2 separate regions of the Sus scrofa genome follow, and region 2 is linked to region 1. Evidence: chromatin contacts called from public HiChIP or PLAC-seq data. All regions are on one chromosome and are shown on one strand. Each heading gives the region's core, a stretch centred on a gene start, on an enhancer-like site or on the middle of the called end of the contact. The rest is flanking DNA. Distances are from core to core; before and after follow the strand shown.

Region 1 (7,677 bases), core at 294-2,793:
TGTCTCACTCACTGCTGACTATTTTTTGTGTGTGTGCTTTTTAGGGCTGCACCCACAGCTTATGAAAGTTCTGAGGCCAGGGGTCAAATTGGAGCCACAGCTGTCAACTACGACCATAGTTGCAGCAATGCAGGATCCAAGCCACGTCTATAACCTACACCACAGCTCCAATGCTGGATCATTAATCCATTGAGCAGGCCAGGGATCGAACCCACATCCTCATGGATACTAGTTGGATTTTTTTCCACTGAGCCATGACAGGAACTCTCTCACTGTTGATTCTTTAGCTCTTAGCTCAGTGCCTGGCACATAGTAAGGACTCAGTAAACATGTGTTGACTGAGTAAAGACATCTAGGAAGAGGTAGAACTTGATATGAAGTAGAGGAAGAGTTTCAGGCAGAGTTTAAAAATTGGAAAAAGTAAAGACTCATATTGTTGCATGCTGCATTTCAGAGAATTCAAGGAGTTGAGCATCACTGGCACAAAAGCCCAAGGCAGGAGAGGCTGAGGATGAGGCTAGAGAGGTAAGGAAAGGCCATACTCTGCTGAGGAGCTTGGTCATCTCTTACAGAGAATGGAAGACACTTGGGAAATTTTAGGCAAGAAAAGGAAATAATCCTATCTGCATTTATATAGACCACCCTGCAACAATGTGTAGAAAACTGCTATAGGAACATGAAACAGAAATGATGAGGTGAAATCAGCAGTTGCTTATCTTTTGACAAGCTGTGTGAGACAGAGGAAAGGGTCAAGGATGACCTCAGGTCTGTATGTTGGGTAAGGAGGCAGGTGGAGATCACAGGGAAGAACAGGTTTTAAAGGACTAATGATATCTTCATGTTTGGACAGGTTCAGTTCAGGAGCCATTGAAACATGCTAGGGGAGGTGTTTCACTGTGGTTAGACATGTGTGTGAAGTTGGGGAAGATTTCCAAACTGGACATGCATATGCAGAGTTGTCAGTATTCAGGGAATGGTTAGACCAACCCAACAGAATGAAACTGCTTGGGGAATGTAGACTGGATGGAGCCGTGAGCCACAGGTGAGGCACTGAGAGGCTAGAGAGTGGAGGACGCAAAGAAAGAAAGTCAGGGAGGTAGAAGGAAATCCAGGGGAGTGTACTGTGTTGGATGACAAGAGAGTAGAAAGTTTCCAGAAAGGCTGAGGAGTGAGGATCAAGACTATCAAAGGCAGGAGTTCTCTTGTGGTGCAGTGGATTAAGTCTGGCGTTGTCACTGCTGTAGCTAGGGTTCAATTCCTGAAATCCCTGGCCCAGGAATTTCCTCATGCCACAGGTATGGCAAAAACAAACAAACAAAAACCAAAAAAACCTGTCAAGTGCAGCAGAGAGATTAAGGAAAATAAAAACTGAAAAATGCTTTTCAGATTTGTCAGTCAGGATGGCAGTGGTGACCTCATTTTAAGATGCTTCATAAATGTGATAAAATCAGAAGTCAGCTTGCAAGTGAATGAAAAGGGAATGGAAGGTGAGTAAGTAAACAGAGAAGATATAGGAAATGAGAATAAATGGTAGCATGAGGAGTAGGGGAAAATGAGGGAAGTACTTCAGAGATGGGGAAATCATGACCATTGCTACAGACTCTAGAAGAGAGGCTTAGAGAGACTGAAAGATTAGAAGTAAGAGGGGTTTGGGGGAATGTTGAAAATGTCTACACAGTTCCAAGATGGCTGCTGCAGCTCCAGCCATCATGTCCCTTACTCCTGTACCCAAAAGCAAAAACAGGAAGAACAGTAAGGAAAGCTCTCCTCATGTTTCTTTATTTCTATCAAGGAAGAAAACCTCTCCCCAAATCTCCCCAGAATACTTCCTCTTATTTTCCTTGGTCAGAGCAGAGTCACTTAGGTGACATGCTGCGGATTGCTCCAACAAACCCTCCTTAACTATAGACTGGGGATCTAAAACATGCATTTCCCAATCTCCCTTGCAGCTGGGGTTCTGCATGTGATCTGGTTTACCCAAGCAAGCTCTCTGGCACCACATTTGGAGGAGTGAAGTGAATGAGTAGAAGTGGCAGTTGCACATCGGATTTTCTTGCAAAGAAAGTGGCAGAATGTTAGGTTCTTTGAGACTAGCTATTGTGGAGGTGCCAGTACCCAGTCTCTGGTGGCTAAGTGATACTACGAGGTCTGGAGGTTTGCTTTGGCATTAATCTTGGCTCTGTGCTGAATGACCTTGGGCATCTAGTTTTCCCATATATTCCTAAACTACTTAATACCCTGTAATAATTCCCTTTCTTCTTCCACTAATTAGAGTGGATATTCTTTTCTGCAACAAAGAATCTCAAACAAATATGCGAGACTTCTCCAGCTGAAAGGGAGGCTGGGAAAGAGAATCATTGGCTTTTTTAGGGCATCCCCCATTAGGGATGAAGATTCAGGTTAATAACTATTGTATTGTGTGGGGAACCAAAAGGATCTGCCAAAGATAAGCATGGACATAGATGGGTTTGTAAATAGAACAGACTAGTTAAGTGTTTTATTTGGTACATGAGGTTTTTAGGGGAATATCTAAATGTTTAAAGTAGAACCATCATTCTTTGACAATGACTATTAGTACAAAAGCTAAACCTATGTCATCTCTGTTGTCACTGCTGATGATAGCCTCTGAAACACTATTCAGGCCACCATCCAAATTTGAGAAGTGACAGTTACAAAATAGAATCCAAAGCAGGGAAGGGAGGAAGGAAGATTGTCTTTTGAATAAATATTTTAATTTTAAATATGATTATGTAGACAAATAGGCAATGTGCTTTTTGAAACTCTTGGTAGATGTTTAGCCATTTAAATCTCGGATCCAAATTCTTTTGACTAATAATACCATTTTTTTCAAATTAAAGTTTTTTTGGTTACCTTTAAATAATACAAATATCTTTACATGCTACATGTATCTGTTATATATATTTTTAACCCTTTGGAGAAATAAATCTAGATCTAGATATAGATTTGTCTGCCTTCTACCCTAGTTCATATATCTTTTAGGTGATTGTGTATCCTTCCAGAAACTGTCTACAAATATACAACATCTTTTCTTGTAAATCCCTACAATGCAACTTCATTTCTTTTTAAAGGGCAAATACTATTATATTGAATGAATGATTTATAATGCATTTAATCAATCCATTGTCAGTGGGCACTAGGCTATTTTTAATATACTATAATTACAATCCTGTGATGATTCATGTCCATCTATCTTTGTGCAGATGGATTGAGTATACTGTAGGATAAATTCCTAGATGGAGATTTCTGAATTAAGGATATTTCATTTAAATTAAAAAAAAAATTATTATAGTTGATTTACAATGTTCTGTCAATTTCTGCTGTACAGCAAAGTAACCCAATTACACATGTATATACATTTTTTTTTCACATTATCCTCCATCATGTTCCATCACAAGTGATCAGATAGAGTTCCTTGGGCTATACAGCAGAATCTCATTGTTTATCCATTAAAATTTTTATAGATACTATCATCTTACTATCTTCAAAAAGGCACCATACAAATTTGTTTTGAAAAATTACACTTTCAGGAATTCCCATTGTGGCTCAGTGGGTTAAGAACGTGACAGTAGTATCCATGAGGATGCGGGTTTGATCCCTGGCCTCACTCAGTGGGTTAAGGATCCAGCGTTGCCATGAACTGTGGTGTAGGTTGCAGATGCAGCTCGGATCCCACATTGCTGTGGCTGTGGTGTAGGCCAGCAACTGCAGCTCCAATTTGACCCCTAGCCTGGGAACTTCCATATGCCATGGGTATGGCTCTAAAAATACAAAAAAAAAAAAAAATTACACTTTCAAATCTCTAGGTATTTAAGAGCCCATTCCTATCTGCTGGTACAGAATACAGGGACTATAGGAAAAGTGAGCTATTCTCCAAAGGGCATTTAGAATCTTACTGTGTAAACAATTACCACATTAAATGTCTGCAAAATTCAAGTGGCAAATGAGCAGTGAATATCAATTACACATCTGTTCCATCTCAAAGGCAGATGGCCTTTTAATTTTATATCCCAAGTATTATACCCAGATTTCATTTCTTCTTCAGATTGCTCCCTTCTCTTCTTTTACTTTCACTGAGAAAATGGTTTATTGCGTTTTTTACATATCAAATTAATTTTAACAGAAAGCATAATGAAACTATCTCACACATTTTAGTAGACACATATCTAGGATTGGTGTTTAATACATTAACATACATTGAGTCCCAGTATGTGTTTAAACACTGAGGCATACCATCCAAGAAGAGTTATAAGGCCCCTACCTTCAGTGATCTTACAGTCTGGGTTGAGAAATCAACATAAAAAATTTAAATGATTAAAGGCCAAATACAAAGCAGTATCTAAATGCTATGCTGTGTAGCATACTTGGCAATGCAAAGAAGGAAGAGGTTGCTTTGCATGGGAGCCATCAGGGATGCTCTGAGACCCATGGGTGTTGGTTTGCTTTTGTGGGGTGGGAAGGGGCATGGGAAAGATGTCTGCAAAGAAATGGGGAGCAGGGTGTGGTTGCCATGACCAAATGGGACTGAATGAGGCCTGGGTTTGGTTTATTAGGTGGGGCCATGTAACAAAAGGCTGTTCTTTTTCCTGCATGGGTAGGAATATGTAGGAAATAATAGAACCTGAGTGTGATCTACCAGAAGGGGCATTTGGGAGGAAGATGTGTCGTGTGTGCAGAGCGGTCCCCTAGAGCTGAAACGGCTTGCAGTCTGGACACTCACATTCAGCCTCTTGAATTTGAAATGGGCCCTTCTTAGTGCCCCACATGTAAAATGCCATCCTTCTTTGTTCCAATGCCTTGTGAAAGTATCTGAGTTAGTCCAGCCTTTAGAGAATGAGGCAGCTGTTTTCTAGGACCTGAATAGATACTCAAGGAAAGACTAAAAACTGGGCGTGGTAGTGGGAAAAAGAGAGAGAAGCTGGGGCAATGGGTGTGGGGGGCTGGGGAGTCTTCCAGGCATATCGCTACAAAAGGCCCGCATGGTGGTGCCCTGATGAGGGATGGACAGGGTGAATGGAACTCAGAGGAAAATCAAAGCCAGAAGCCACAGACCTGGGTACCACATGCAGGTGAGGGGTGAGTCTATTCATAAGTCCAGTAAGTATCACCTACTTGTCTGCCATGTGCAAACCCCTTGCTAGGTGCTAGAGGGCAGTCCAAAGCTGATTAAGAGAGCATGAAGGCAAGCTGAGTGCACAGAGAAACAAGGCCAGAGAAGGCAAGAGCCCAGCAGAGATATCAGCAAAGTGCTGTGGAGATTCAAGGAAGAAAAGATCCCAGTTGGCCGGGGGACAGGGTGATGACTAAGGTGGTAGGCCTTGGGGACACACTGCAGTTCAGCTTGTGCAGTTGAAGAAGAGGGTCTGGGAGAGCAGATGTCCAGCAGAGATGAGCAAGAGTGAAGGGAGGCATGTGAGACACTGGTGCACGGGAAGAGTAACCAGTTGTTCTGGGGGGTGAGTGCATGGAGTAGAGGAGCGAGTGATGGAGGGTTAGGAAATCAGGCCAGAAAGGGATCTTCTTTCAGGCGTTGAGGTCTAGGCTGAGGAGTTTGTTCTGAAGGAGGTAATAAGCAAGGATCCACCTTAGATTCATGAGCGGGGAGGAGTGGGGGAGGTGTTCCTGGGGAGGGGATCAATTGGGAATGGTGACAAAAGTTCTGGAAGACAGAAGTTCTGAAAAACATAAGTCACCTGAATGGTGAAAGGCATCTCCTCTGTTGGACAGGGAGTCAGGAACAAGACAAGTGGCTAAGGAGTTCCATCGTGGCGCAGTGGTTAACGAATCCGACTAGGAACCATGAGGTTGCGGGTTCGGTCCCTGCCCTTGCTCAGTGGGTTAACGATCCAGCATTGCCATGAGCTGTGGTGTAGGTTGCAGACGCGGCTCGGATCCCGCGTTGCTGTGGCTCTGGCGTAGGCCGGTGGCTAGAGCTCCGATTCAACCCCTAGCCTGGGAACCTTCATATGCCGCGGGAGCGGCCCAAGAAATAACAACAATAATAACAAAAACAACAACAACAACAAAAAAAAAACAAGTGGCTGGAATTTCAGATGCCCATCAGCGAATCCCTAGCAACAGTGGACCATCTTGGAGGTTCTCAGAACTTGAGATAACCTAAGAAACACCCATGGTTTGCTTAAAATTCAAGTTCCAGGGCCGTAACCTCTGAGTCTCTGGCTCCACAAATGTGTGATTTTTAAAAACTGTTCCAGATGCTTCTGTACCCTAAGTGTTGATCTGTGAACTGACTGTGGTTTCAATATAGGCTTGCATAAAGCACTCCCCTGCCCTCACCCAAGGAAGAAGGGGATGAAAAGAAAGGAAAATGTCAAAGAGGAAATACTACTGAACCATTGAATAGTTTCCCAGATACGTTAAAAAAAAAGTGGGCGTCTGAAGAATGGATTTTCACAGTTCTTCCCAATATTAGCTGTGACATCATACAGACGATGTCTTGTTAATCTAATGCTGATTTGATAGGTTTTGAATTTTCAGTTGCTGTGAAGACAATTTGTCTGGTTTCTTTCCTTCTTTCTTTCCTTCTTTCTTTCTTGTCTTTTGTCTTTTTAGGGCCACATCCGAGGCATAAGGAGGTTCCAAGGCTAGGAGTCTAATCAGAGCTGTTGCTGCCAGCCTACACCACAGCCAAAGCAATGCCAGATCGGAGCCGCATCTGCAACCTACACCACAGCTCACTGCAACACCGGATCCTTAACCCACTGAGTGAGGCCAAGGATCAAGCCCGCAACCTCATGGTTCCTAGTCGGATTCGTTTCCGCTGCACCACGACGGGAACTCCTGTCTGGTTTCTTCACTCCCAACCTGATTTTGTCAGTACCGTGTAATTATGGGGTGGTGGTCTTTTGCCCATCTCCCCTGGGAACACTTGTACATCAGGGCTGTATTTCCTAAAGATGGCGGTGACGGTCATGAATACACTTCCCATCAGTGCTTGAACCTTTTCAAAGAATGCACTTGTCTTTCAACCTGAAAATAGACCTGAAGGAGGTACAGTAACTACTCAGAGATGAAAGATATTTGCAAGGAGCAAAAAACCTTTGAATTTATGAAAAGAGGTAGCTATTTCATATGAAAGCCAAACTATATTTCCCCCTCAATCTGCTCCAGCATAATTTTATCTGACTTTCCTAATTATGGTAACAGAACAAGAAAAATTCAGACTGCTGTTCACATTCTCACTTCTTTCCTCAAGGAAAAAATAAATAAATAAATTGGTAGTCAGTATCTATGCCAGAGAAAAGGAAACAAAGACGGTGTGTAAATTTTCTTTGTGTGAGTTATCCTTGGCACGTTTCTCTCTCTTCCCTTCCCAAAGTCATTTTAAAAAATGTCACTCAAGACCAATTAAAAGGATTTGGATGAGAAACTTCAAGTTTACAGTTGGTACCAATCAATAGTACAATTTGTCCATCAATAGGCTTTGAGATGCTCTTCAAAAATGACTGCATTTAACTGCAGCTAAATGTTTAGAAAATGATATTTCGTTGAGCACGTCTTCCTTTGTTTGAAAGACTGGGCTTCAGAGCACTGAAAATCAGTTTCTGCCCATTTTGTTTGTGTTAAAGGCTTCCAATTGGGCAAGGAGAAGCTATAAAGCATCCTAGATACTTTCCAGCACAACATTTTTGCCACTGA
Region 2 (7,181 bases), core at 1,317-3,816, 490 kb after region 1:
GGAGGCCTTGCAGAAATACCGCCACAAAGCAGAGCTTTCTGTTGCTCACCCTACGAGCAGATGTTTCTGGAGAGCCCCGGGTTTCCATTTCCAGTTACCTCTTGGCCACATTCGACAGGTCCAAAGCCAAGTTCATCATCTTCCCACCCCAACCCCAAGCCTTTTGGGGTCCCATCATTATCCATTCCATCACATAGGCTTGTATCTTCAGGTCTGTCTTCCTTTCCTCTCCCTCATATTCTTACAGGCATTAATTCCTTGCTACTACTTCCAAAATCTCTCCCCACCCTTCCCTCTCCTCTTTGCTACCTGAACTCAGGCCCTCATCTTCTGTCACTTCAAGTTATATAATAATTGAATATAGAATAGTGCAAGTTATTACAACTGCCTCACGGGGTGGGTACCTCCTTGGCACTGGCCATGGACAATCCAGGCTCCCAGACCCCCCCCCCATTCTCCTTAGCCCCCATTTCATGGGGGGGCTAAACAGTACAGTATCAAAACACTGATGGAGTTCCCATTGTGGCTCAGCGGGTTAAGGACCCGGCTAGCATCCACGAGGGATGTGGGTTCGATCCCTGGCCAGTTAAGGATCCGGTATTGCTGTGAGCTGTGGTCTAGGTCACAGACGTGGCTTGGATCTGGCGTTCCTGTGGCTGTGGCATAGGCCAGCAGCTGCAGCTCCAGTTGGACCCCTAGCTTAGGAACTTCCATATGCTAAAGGTACAGCCCTAACAAGAAAAAACAAAAAACACTAATAGTTTGTCTCCTATAGAGAAGAGGCACATTGTCCTTTGGGGTGAATTCTGCCCTTTTCCCTTGATTTTTGGCCTGGCAAGGGCTTGCAGTTTATAACCCGGTGCCTTTCTGGGGACGTCTATAGGCTATTTTCTCCAAAGGAGTGGCACGATAAATTATCTTCATAAAAGACCCAGACCTTGGATTATCCTAGAGTCCCTAAAAGAGCTCATGTCCAGCTGGGCTGTGTGTACACGCCGACCTTTCTAAACAAGAGCCCAGCTGTCCATCACATGTGCATCTACGAAGCAGCCTGACGCTCCAGCCCCTCATTGCTGTTTTTCCCTTTAAACATCTATACGTTACACCCATATAACATGCACAGTTGTATAGGAGAGTAAAGGCAGAATACATGATAAAAGAGACATGGAAAAGATTGGCTGCCTTAAGCCAAGATTTAAGAATTCTCTTAATAGAAATCTTAACCCTATGCCACCGTGGATCAACGTTTAGGCTGCCATCCAGCATGGCTTGCTCCTTGGCATTTATATATTCTTTTGCTGTAATGCATATTCAGAACATCTGAGAGTGACGTCAGAATTACGGCCTCCTTTCAACTGATGAGAAACTATAAGACCCATCGTGGCTCAGCAGTTAGCAAACCTGACTAGCATCCATGAGGACACGGGTTTGATCCCTGGCCTCGCTCGGTGGGTCAGGGATCCGGAGTTGCTGTGAGCTGTGGTGTATGTCACAGATGTGGCTCAGATCACGAGTTGCTGTGGCTCTGGCATAGGATGGTGGCTCCAGCTCCGATTGGACCCCTAGCCTGGGAACCTCCATATGCCATGGGTGTGGCCTAAAAAAACAAAACGACCAAAAAAAAAAAAATAACATGAATTGGAATTCAGCAATTCTGCTTCATCTTCTAAAGCAGGAAGGAAGCATTTCCTCCTTGGAGGGTGGGGAGCTGGCGTCAAGCTGCAGGAGAGTCTCAGGAGGGCAGGGTGGAGGGCTAAGAACCCCCCTTCACTGACCCCTTATTTAGCCCCCCAGGGACTTAATTCCTTTAGTGTTCCTCAGTCAGATGAGCGGGAATGGTCATAATGGCATCAGGGACTTTCTAATTACCTAAAAAGGAAAAAGGGCAGAGAGAAGGGAGCTGTCCATTATAGGTGAAGTACTTTCACAACCATTCTTGAAGAGGTATTATTTTTCCTAATGAAGATAAAGAGATGGGGAACCCAAGACGATCATATAAATCCCCCCCCCTTTATGGCTAGTAAATTATTGCATCTTTTTTTTTTTTTTAAATGGCTGTACCCTTGGTGTATGGAAGTTCTTGGTCCAGGGATTGAATCTGAGCTGCAGGTGCAGCAATGCCAGATCCTTTAACCCACTGCACCAGGCCAGGGATTGACCCCTACCTCCGCAGGGACCCGAGCCACTGCAGTCGGATTCGTAACCCACTGCACACAGCTAGAACTCCAAGTTATTGTATCTGTTCATCCAGATCTGACTCCAAACCTGGGACCCTTCCCCCTATGTCACGCGGCTTCCACCTCATGAGTGAAAAGTGACACCATGCTTGCTTATCAGAGAGCCTGCTGTTGCTCCCTGTGCAAGCAGGGCCAGGAGCGGAGGTTGCCGACCTTGGTCCATCTTGTGCTCCATGCTGGCCGGCCAGGTCTGCAGCACTGGAACCCATCTGCAGATGCAGCCTGTGCAAATGCAGGTGCACCTGGCCCTGGGTGAGAGGTGCAATGAAGAGCAGCCCTTTCAAGGCCTGACCTTGCTGTGCTGGAGCGACTCAACTCAGCACCATGGACAGAGCGCCCCCTGCAGGGGCCAAGAAAGCTGTAGTCACAAAGCATGGTGGCCCCATTGGAAACCACCTTGGTAGAGGAAAGGGGCATTTTAAATGGGAAAGCGGGAGTTTCCAGAAGCTGAGATATGTGCTATTTATTGAGAAAGCCTCGTCATCTCTTGAGAAAGCCTTGCCATCTCTTGACAACAGTGACCTTCAGAGGGGAGGCGTTCTGCCCTGAGCTCCGCTCCCTCCTCTTCTACATAGAAACCTCCAAGGTCCCACTGGCCCCTTTTTGTCAATCTGAGCTTCGTCACTCCTGGACCTTAAGAGCCAGAAGCCACTCTCATTTCAACTGTGAGGTGTCAACAGCTCTCTCACTTGCGAACTCCATGCTACGCACTCACCATTATCAATGGATAGGTTATCGATTTATGAATATTCGTAATCTCGCTATGTTGCAGAAACTGAGGAGCTAAGAGTAAGGCAGAGAACAGATGAACCCCATTCTTCCCTGACTTCCAAGACTCCCCCCTCCCTCTTTCTCTCCTTCTCTCCCTCTGTCTCTCTCTTCCTCTCTCTCTCACACACACCCCCCTCACATCTCAGAGGAAGAGTGACCCTTAGCCCAGCATCTGAGGCTAGTGGGACCACGTGTACTCCAGTTCCAGCCCCTCCCACCCCCTCTTTCTTTTTCTCTATCTTAAGCTGCTGCTGCTCCATCCACCCCTCCCCTCCGTGTCCACAGGGCTCCCACCCACACAGAAGAAAATACCCTGCCTGTCTTTTTCCTCCTGCAGCCACCACCCCTGCTCTGTTCACAGCAGAGGGTCAGAAGGATGGGCTTGCTGCCACCTTTCCCGCACCCCACTGACCCCTCTGCTCTGCCAGGGTCCATCCTCTGGTCCTGTCATGCCTGTGGTCACTGGAGGTCCCTAGACCCCAAATTCCACAGGCCCTTCTCTGCCCTCCCCTGTCTGAATCAAACAGGGTCATTATCTTTCTGCCCCCAAACTTGGGCTGTTTTTGCCCTGACACCACCTTATCTCTGCCATGGGCACACCACCCATCCAGTCCCCACCAAGCCAGCAACTTGAAAGTCAGCCTTGACATTATCTGCTCTCTCCCACCTGCTCCCTTCTCTTTCCTCTTACTCACTAATTCTTCTTATTTTTGCATCTCTCTCTCTCTCTCTTTTTTTTTTTTTTTTTGACACAGCATGCAGTAGGTTTTTTTTATTTTTTATTTTTTTGTCTTTTTTGCTATTTCTTGGGCCGCTGCCGCGGCATATGGAAGTTCCCAGGCTAGGGGTCGAATCGGAGCTGTAGCCACTGGCCTACACCACAGCCACAGCAACGCGGGATCCGAGCGGTGTCCGCGACCTACACCACAGCTCACGGCAACGCTGGATCGTTAACCCACTGAGCAAGGGCAGGGACTGAACCCGCAACCTCATGGTTCCTAGTCGGATTCGTTAACCACTGCGCCATGACGGGAACTCCCAGCATGCAGTAGTTTTATGTGGAATCTCAGTTCCCAGACCAAGGATTGTCCCCTAGACCACCAGGGAACTCCTCTCTGCATCTCAAATAGCTCCATCCCTTACCCTCCATGCACACGCCCCTGGCTGTAATTAAGACCTTCATAAGCCTCTCCTGGTCTTGAAAGCTCCTTGTTCATCTCTGCTTCTGGTCTTGGCCACTTCCACTCTCTCCTGTGTGTTGCCACTGAGCACTTTTCTAGAATTCTCATCGGATCCCTTACTCGTGATCTTCCTGGCTTCCCAGGATCATGCTAAGGGTCCCCTTGGCATGTCCTGGGTGACCTGATTTGTGCATGCCTGTCCAGCCTCATCTTTCCCCACTCCCTGACCCCGACGCACATCCTTTACAAGCAGCCCAGTGGTCAGTGTACCACCAAGGTCACATTCAAGGACGAGACCATTGTTTAGGGCCATGAGGTGAGCTCTGGAAATTGAGAACAGTGACCCTCTGATAGCGTCCACCAGGCAAGCTAGAAATAGGTCAAGAAGTTCCCGTTGTGGCTTAGAGGTAATGAACCTGACTAGGATCCATGAGGATGTGGGTTCGATCCCTGGCCCCGCTCAGTGGGTTAAGGATCCAGTGTTGCCTTTAGCTGTGGTATAGGTCGCAGATGCGGCTCAAATCCTGCCTTGCTGTGGCTCTGGCGTAGGCCTGCAGCTGTAGCTCCCATTCGACCCCTAGCCTGGGAACCTCCATATGCCGCACACGTGCCCCCAAGGAATGATTCCTCCATGGCTGGACTGTCCTTTTCATTGTGGATTCTCCAGATAAGTGTCTTTGGAGCTCTGGTCATTTGCACTGTTCGCAAGAAAATAAATAAGGATTAGCTGTGTCTCTTCAAAACTTAGAGTTTCACAAACAATAAGGTGAGCTACAGGGGGGGAAAAAAGAGAGGAGATGCCAGGAAGCTTTAATGTGGGAGAGGGAATTTCACAGCTGAGTTCATGACCTGACGGTTGGTGTCTTTCCTGGCGGATTCAGACAGCTGTTGCTGTTTCCTGTCACTCGTGGTAACGGTGACGGCATGGATCCAAACTCAGGTGCCCGCCACCAGAACTTGCTGGATCTCAGCTGGGTGTCCCAGTTAGGATCTTCATCAACTCCTGAAATTCTCAGAGCTGTTTGGCCGCTGAAACTCACAGTGCTATTCATTATCCTTCTCATTATGATCGCCTCTTTCTGCTACCCGAAGCCAGCCTTCCAAATGTGACATTTGTGTTCATTACAGGATGAAATCACTGGGCCATTTAATTAACACTTGCTGTAAATAGTCAGTGATTCCCAAGTGCCAAGGGGTGGATGCGAGAGGGAAGAGGAGGAGCGAGGGGGGCAGCGGAGGAAGCCTCGCTGATGTCACCTGGGCTGGACGGTGTTCCCTCTGCCACCACCCAAGGCTTCTACACGTTTGAGGGGGCGGGACTCCCCCGGCCTCAGGGCCTCTGTGTTTAATCTGCTCAAACACGCAGTTGCATAGCACCTACGTATTCCTGCTCCAGACTGTCTGATAAAATATCCCCAGATGATTATCCTCTGGGCCAGGTTGGGTGTGGAATTTGCCTTGTTGCTTAAGGGACTCTGTGTAGCCAGGTGGGTTTGCCCTTGGTCCAGGGCACCGTTTCCTTTCATACCAAAAGAAGCCCTAAGAGTTAGTCCTGCTAAATGTCTTGTCCTGGAAAACCCAGAAAAACCTGTTTTGAAATGTAGGTTTTATTATTATTCAGGTACTTGAGACCAACAGATGGGGATATTACTGCCATTGAAAAGAGAGATGGAGGAGTTCCCGTCGTGGCGCAGTGGTTAACGAATCTGACTAGGAACCATGAGGTTGCGGGTTCGGTCCCTGCCCTTGCTCAGTGGGTTAAGGATCCGGCGTTGCCGTGAGCTGTGGTGTAGGTTGCAGACGCGGCTCGGATCCTGCGTTGCTGTGGCTCTGGCGTAGGCTGGTGGCTACAGCTCCGATTCGACCCCTAGCCTGGGAACCTGCATATGCCGAGGACCTCCATATGCCGAGGGAGCGGCCCAAAGAAATAGCAAAAAAAGACAAAAAAAAAAAAAAAAGAAAGAAAAAAAGAAAAGAGAGATGGGGAGTTCCCATTGTGGTGCAGTGGAAACGAACCCAACCTTAACCGCTTGGTGGGTTAAGGATCTGGAATTGCCACGAGCTGTGGTGTAGGTCACAGATGCGGCTAGGATCTGGCATCGCTGTGGCTGTGGCATAGGCCGGCAGCTATAGCTCTGATTCGACCCCTATTCTGGGAACTTCTGTATGCAGCAGGTGCGGCCTTAAAAAAGACGGTGGGCGGGGGGGGGGGGGGGGAAGAAAGATCGCTACTCAGTTTCCATGAGGGAGAATACCCCATGCCAGGCAGGGCCACGTGAAAGAAGCACAGCCTCTGCCAGGAGGCAGAGGGAGTCAGGGACTGCAGGCAAGAGGTTTTATTGTGCTTTTTTCAGGAAAGACTGAGTGAGGCAGGATAAACAGGCCTAGGGCTGGCTGGTTTGAATAGTTTATGTGGGCTTTGGGACATGGGGGCCGCCCTAAGTCATCCAGTTCCTGGCCCAGGGATGCTTAAGGCAGGTGGATGGTGGCCTGGAGTTTGAAATCCCCACAGAGGTGGCGAGGACGGGCATGTGGGCTCTGGATGGGCCGGTCCCTGGGCAAAAGGTATGCGCGTAGGTGAGTCCTTTATCATCTCCAGGAACTGATTAAGCCCAGGAGGGGCCGTCCATTGAAAGTCAGCACGGTCCCAGATGTCAGAGCATCCAAAACCCACGGTTAATACAGAACCAGGCTCGGAGCTGTCCCCGCAGAGCCTCTGAACCTCTGAGACATCATTCATCTCCTTAGGTCGACCCAGAGCCCCGGGAATTTCTTTGTGCACCGGGTCTGTGGAGAGAAGCCCTCCTCACTGATAGTCAAGCCAGTGCAACATCGCCACCTACTGCCCAAAAGCGGGACCTTTGACAAGGCTCCCTGCAAACGATCCAAAGGGACAGAGCTGGTGTCTGGACTTGGAACTCCACCTGTTGACCTTTCCCACTTCCCCAGAAAATCTTTCTCCCCTCGTGTGTGCTAGGATTGAGATGTCTGA

What was found. HiChIP or PLAC-seq counts read pairs in DNA pulled down with a chosen protein or histone mark.
Region 2: a contact with region 1 is called in an H3K27ac HiChIP or PLAC-seq map of alveolar macrophages. The contact joins two enhancer-like sites. A contact is called at or near these places in 1 of 47 Hi-C or Micro-C datasets (embryonic fibroblasts) and 1 of 2 datasets of contacts at active chromatin or transcription factors (alveolar macrophages).

Annotation. Positions count from the first base shown.
Region 1 is chr10:47,403,033-47,410,709 of Sscrofa11.1, forward strand. All of the region lies in intron 2 of FRMD4A (FERM domain-containing protein 4A), which reads left to right. Among named protein-coding and RNA genes, the nearest start is that of FRMD4A, 22 kb to the left of the region's middle. Within about 2 kb of position 1,544, at least 1 of the 83 cell types and tissues checked has an H3K27ac peak or open chromatin away from gene starts, as enhancers often do. A contact at or near this core is called in alveolar macrophages, where this site is marked.
Region 2 is chr10:47,895,230-47,902,410 of Sscrofa11.1, forward strand. The region is part of intron 5 of FRMD4A (FERM domain-containing protein 4A); the gene reads left to right. Among named protein-coding and RNA genes, the nearest start is that of PRPF18, 220 kb to the right of the region's middle. Within about 2 kb of position 2,567, at least 4 of the 83 cell types and tissues checked have an H3K27ac peak or open chromatin away from gene starts, as enhancers often do. A contact at or near this core is called in alveolar macrophages, where this site is marked.